Regions from separate parts of the Mus musculus genome. Here region 2 is linked to region 1. A link is a contact called in public ChIA-PET data. All regions are on one chromosome and are shown on one strand. The core of a region is the stretch at or near the end of the contact, and the rest is flanking DNA. Distances in the headings are between cores, read along the strand shown. Region 1 overlaps Trmt11 (tRNA methyltransferase 11). Region 2 overlaps Ncoa7 (nuclear receptor coactivator 7).

Evidence for each region. ChIA-PET counts read pairs in DNA pulled down with a chosen protein or histone mark.
Region 2: a contact with region 1 is called in an RNA polymerase II ChIA-PET map of memory CD8 T cells, with 5 read pairs. The contact joins two enhancer-like sites. A contact is called at or near these places in 2 of 115 datasets of contacts at active chromatin or transcription factors (CD8 T cells and memory CD8 T cells) and 1 of 9 other capture datasets (liver).

Annotation. Positions count from the first base shown.
Region 1 is chr10:30,537,188-30,540,031 of GRCm38.p6, forward strand. All of the region lies in intron 12 of Trmt11 (tRNA methyltransferase 11), which reads right to left. Among named protein-coding and RNA genes, the nearest start is that of Gm22623, 45 kb to the left of the region's middle. Within about 2 kb of position 1,439, at least 31 of the 459 cell types and tissues checked have an H3K27ac peak or open chromatin away from gene starts, as enhancers often do. A contact at or near this core is called in memory CD8 T cells, where this site is marked.
Region 2 is chr10:30,717,660-30,720,503 of GRCm38.p6, forward strand. The region is part of intron 3 of Ncoa7 (nuclear receptor coactivator 7); the gene reads right to left. Among named protein-coding and RNA genes, the nearest start is that of Ncoa7, 84 kb to the right of the region's middle. Within about 2 kb of position 1,477, at least 27 of the 459 cell types and tissues checked have an H3K27ac peak or open chromatin away from gene starts, as enhancers often do. A contact at or near this core is called in memory CD8 T cells, where this site is marked.

The sequences.
Region 1 (2,844 bases), core at 189-2,688:
CACTCAGTATCCTGAAGGCCATCAAGCTTCTCTGAAAGGGAAAGGGTGCTCTCAAGCAACCGTCTTTGACCTTCTTCATTCACTCAAGGTCTTTATTTGGTTTTTATAACCGTCCCACACCCACCCACGGAGATCAATCATGGTATCTATCATTTATGTATTGCAGAACCACAATTCTGTACATTTCTAATGAACAGAAATACTGCATGCATATGAAGTAGAAAGTCACAGCTGGGAAACCACAGAAGTGAAAGCTGTGGAGATGAAGAGTAAGGCCACAATGCCCACTTTAGGAGTAGTAGCGCTGTTGGTAAAAGCGGGTGTCAAAGAGAAATGAACAACTGCCTTCCCTTGGAAGTTTGCAGCTCTCTTTCGTATCAACTCCTCCTTAAGTAAACCTTGCATCTGACAACACTATTGCTTCCTGTCATTTCTCAGCCAGTAACTAAGCTCGGGAGGAAAACACAGAAACCATCAGAAACCAATAGCTCTCACACCTCTCTCCTTTCAAAGACAATCAGCAATTGTAAATGTTACAGGAAAGAGACGGGTTCATTTATAAAAGCACTACTATATTTGTTACCAACTGGGTCTTGTCTATGGTAATTATTTAATTTTTCTGCATTCTTTTCATCTGTGTTTTGGAGATAGGGAAACAGAGATTGAAAGAGCTTGAACGATCTGCCATAAGGCATACAGCTGGGAAGCAGCACTGTGGGGTTGCTGCCCAAGTCACACATCAAAGGCTCAATGCTTTTCTCATTATTCTTCTGTCCTTTTAAAAAACGAGACGTTATGTGAACACATATAGATGACTCAGTCAATTTCCCACATGGTAGATTAGTGGGTCCTTCAAAATGGAGCCTGACATTTAAAGGACATTCTTCGTGGAACAGCAATGTTATGGTAGCACACACTTTAGATCTCAGCTTTTAGACAGAGCCTCGTAACCACTGTCCTATCAGTATTGCTAATTGTACACATACGCCATCTAGGAACTCTAACACACTTGCCAAAGGAGCCTCACAAGCCAGTGGTTCACTTTCATGCACACACTACCCTCTGCTGGCTAATGCAGATAGTTCTTCTTCATGGGATTTCCTGATGTAGATGAAAACTGTTTCTAGCTGTGAAGACTGTACACCCGACTATCAGGAGCACCCTGCTTCATTTGCTGAAAGTCTTAACTGTTCAGAACACCTTCCATCATACAGCCCTCCTATGGCCAGGATGATCACACTAGACAGTATTATCATGGATGCACACCGTTTCATCCACAGAGAATGATGCAGAGCTAGGAAGACGTACATACTTCAAAGATTCTGAAGTGGTGCCACTCATCTGGGTGAAAAACAAGTCCTTCTGTAGAAGGAGAAAGGAAAAGCACACAAAGTTGCCCACAGTCACGTGAGCTGTGTGTGCTGCTCTGCTTCCTGCACAGCTGAGGCAGTGTCACGATTTACAGCCTAGACGGCCTTTAGACGCTCCACCTTCCTGCCTCTGCCACTGCACGCAGGGGTTACAGCTTCATCACACCTAGGTGACTGTAAATTTTGTATAACTTAGTTCTAAATTAAAAAGGCAGCATTAAAAAAGAACTTCAAGGACATTAAAAAGAAAGTGTTTCAGGTACTTATAACTTTGTACTGGAATGTAAAGGGAAATAAATTGTCAAGAAAAGGAACTACAAATCATGCAGCACCACAGGAAACGCCATTCTAAGGAGAGCTAAGGACACTCTGGATTACAGAAAGAACGCATCTTTAATAGTGCATCTCAATCAAGATGGTACACTGTTTAGACTGGAAAGGAAGCGAAGATCCTTCGCTGAAAACACTTAGGTAACCTTGCCCTAATTCTGGTCTTCCTGTGCAAGTCTGCCACTCTTGTCCTTCACCTCCTCCTTAAATAAAGTAAAAGTGGTACGTTCTCCACTTCAGCTGCTTCTGGTTTGTTTTACACGGGAAATAAAGCCTACTTGATATTATAGGACTAAAATAGTCTGTTCCAGGGACTTCAAGAGGAAACTAATGGTAAAATTTGGTTTATTTCCAACAGGAAATTTCTAGCTGTCCCCAATTACCTTTTCCTTCTCCTCCTTAACATGTTTAAATATTGTTCATTATGATTTTTATTGCAAATGAGGGGCCCCAAATAATCATTAAACAGTTCTATAAATACTAAACAGTTCCATATACACTGGACAGTCCCATATACACTAGACACTTCCACATATACTAAACAAACAGTCCCACATTAACAGTTCCACATATACTAAACCGTTCCATATACACTTGCATATATTGAGGAAAGGCCTGGAGGTCTGTGAGTTCACAGATCCTGGTGGGAGACATCAATGACACACTTCCAAGCACACTGGTGTTAAATGGTGGGATGAATTGGCAACCCGTGGGAATATAAAGGAAAGGACACTTATCCAAGAGCTGCAGAATAATGTAACCTTTATAAACATTCAAAGGCAGAACTCTATGTAAAGAAGCTGAATATGGAGAAAGCGAGTCCATTTTGGAACCTGAAAGGAGACTGAAAGTTAAGGCGCAGTGAACAGAAGACAAAGCGGCACCAACTACACCTAATGATAATACCAGGAACAGAGTCACCAAAACAATTTAAAAACTAGATTTTCATTATTCCCTTTCCGAAAAATGTTTTGGCCTGCTGTCCAGGAAATGAGATGGAAGGAGACTGTGCAGAAGCAGACAAGGCAGCTGGGAGACTCACAGTAATGAGGAAAGTGAGACCTTCTGGTGGATGGTTCTTAGGGGGATGTAGATATACACAGGAAAATCAGCTACTCAACTGTTCCAGTCTAGAGTTCTCGGA
Region 2 (2,844 bases), core at 227-2,726, 180 kb after region 1:
ATAGATAGTCATGAAGTTCCTTGAAGGTACTGGGAACTGAACCTGGGTCCCCTGTAAGCTCAGCAAATGTTCTTAGCCTCTAAGTCATCTCTCCATCCCCTACAAAACTTCTTAAGAGTTTATACCATATAAACAGAGTAAGTGAAAGCAGTCCTACATATTAGCAAATATTAATGCAAGCACAGAAAGGTTGAATTCACTTGTTCTAGAAACATTCTGATATTTACCTACTTGGTGCTGTGCTAGGTACTAGATCTCAAATTATATGATACAAACTGTCTTAATATGATTACTTCCTTTCCTAATCTCTTCTCAAAAACAGAACAGAACATTTACAGAATCAGGACCATGTTGTTATAATGAGGCAATTCTAGTGACTCAGTCTCTCCATAATATTCTTTTGCATGTTATCACTGTATAAGGAGATAGCAATGACGTATTGCTCAAGGCTGCAAGGAGTCACAGATAAATCTATTTGAAAAAATAAAAACATTTTGTCAAAATATCCTTCTTTAGTTCTGGGAAATTACATTGTATATGCAGAATGGGCAACAATTGGAAGTAACTGCTTTCAACAAACTCTGTACTTGCATAATAAATATTCTTTTTACAAGGCCTTTGCTTTTGCTTTGTCATGCTATTAAGTTCTGCTTTTCCCTGTATGCTAATATTTGAAATAGTTCTTTAATGCATAAAATTCAACAAATAAAGGAAACAATCCTGCAGGGCATCATGGCACAAGGAGGCAGAGGAAGGTGAGTGTGAGGCCAGCTTGCTCTACATATTGTATCCCAGTATAGCCAGAGCTACAGAGTGAGACCCTGTCTTAAGATTAAAACAGACAGGCAGGCAGGCAGGCAGATAGACAGACAGACAGACAGACAGGTAGGCAGACTGCTTTATACTTTCTGTACCCAGATAGGTCAACTCTCACCTATACCTTTTTCCATTATGCACTGCTAAGTTCATGTTCTCTCTTAGCACCACTAGCTCATTTTGACCTCTGTTCCTGGGATCGCATCTTTTACATATAGATTTCACCTCACATCTGTAAAAAAGCAATAAACAGGCATCTCTAGGCCCCTTGAGAAAAATGACTTAGACTTTCAAAATCTCATCTCTAAACACAAAATCCTTCCTCATTCCTGAGTTCAAATTTGTCATGTACTGACTGCTCTTTTTCTTCCTCATGCACGATACTAATTAGCATATACTGTTCTACCTGTGAGCAGAATCTCTCCTCAGCACTTCATTTCCCTAAGGGCTTGTCTCTGATCAGTACAGCCTGCCTTCATCAATTCAGATTCGTCTGGGAAATAATGGCACTTCCCCCAACTTTCTTTGAGTTTTACCAGGCAAATCTAAATCCTTAGCAGACAAGATCCACCCACTGTCAAGTCCCCTCACTATCTGGCCACTTAGGAGCAACACCGAAAGAGGCAGTGTTCTCTAACAGGAATGACTCTTAGCTCAAGGTCTGATGCTCCCCCTAGTGGTATAGAACTACATCCTGGGATGGGACTCTGAAAGGCAACAGACTCTACGAGGCTAATCAAATCTGAGTGGGCTGAGTGGGCATTTGTCAACTATGGAACTATGGTCAAATGTGGTTAGAGCAAATGAAGCCCCACCCAGAGGTTTGATCCCAGCACTGGAGTCTCCTGATGAAATTCCCCAAATATCCAAACCAATGGCCATTACTGTCATTCTTGAGGGTTGATATAATGGCATCTCTTACTATTAACAAGGAAAACCACACAGCAATTTCAACTAAATGACTTCACTGTTTACCAATATCCTGTAGACTTATCCGGAAATGGAGCCAAATATTACAAGAGTATTCATTCATCTATATGTTTGATCTTCTACAGAATGCACATTTAAAACACATCTGTCAGGATAGGGAGGTAACTGAGTGAAGTGCTAAAAGACCTGAGTGCCAATCTCTATTATGTAAACTAAGAAAATGTCTGGCCTGGAGGTTGAGGCACATGCCTTTAATCCCAGCACTTAGGAGTCAAAGGCAAATGGATCTCTGAATTTGAGGCCAGCCTGATCTACAGAGTGAGTTTCTCAAAATCTACCCACTCCTCCACACATACATATACAAATCTGGAAGAATGGCCCATTTTTATAATCTCAGCACCAGGAGGCAGAGCTAGGTAGAACTTTGAGGCTTAGAGGCTAGCCTACCAGATGAGTTATAGGTCCGTGAGAGACCCTGTACAAAATACAAGGTAGATGGTGATGAATAGCACCCAAGATTGGTCTCCACTCACACAAATGAACACAGATATGTCCATCATATATGCAGACACACACACAAAGAGCACCTGTCAAGGTGGAGACACTATAGGGTCTAAATCATCTGCAACCAGAGAATGGTTACACTGCACTGAGATGGGACAATGCTTGTCAAGGTCATCCTGCACTGCACTGAAGTGGGCCAGTGCTTGTCAAGGTCATCCTGCACTGCACTGAGATGGGACAGTGCTTGTGAAGGTCATCCTGCACTGCACTGATCATCCATGAAAATGGTTGAGAACTGGCTTGGCCTGGACAGAGACAGGAAGGAAGTGTCAGAACAGAAGGTAACTGAACGTATTTTGTGAGGTAAGAGTGAGTAAGCAGGATAAAGACAGGGATGCCATTTTAAACTCAACAACACACTTTCAACAGATTCCCCTGCAGTAGAAACAAACAAAGCAAGAAGTCAATCAAAATAGGACTCAATACAACTTTCTTAATTCTCTTCTTCTCAGAAGTCGTGGAGTATACTGATGTTTTAGATTTTAATTGTAAGCTTATTAATTACTTGAGAGCCTCATTCACTAGGGTGGAATG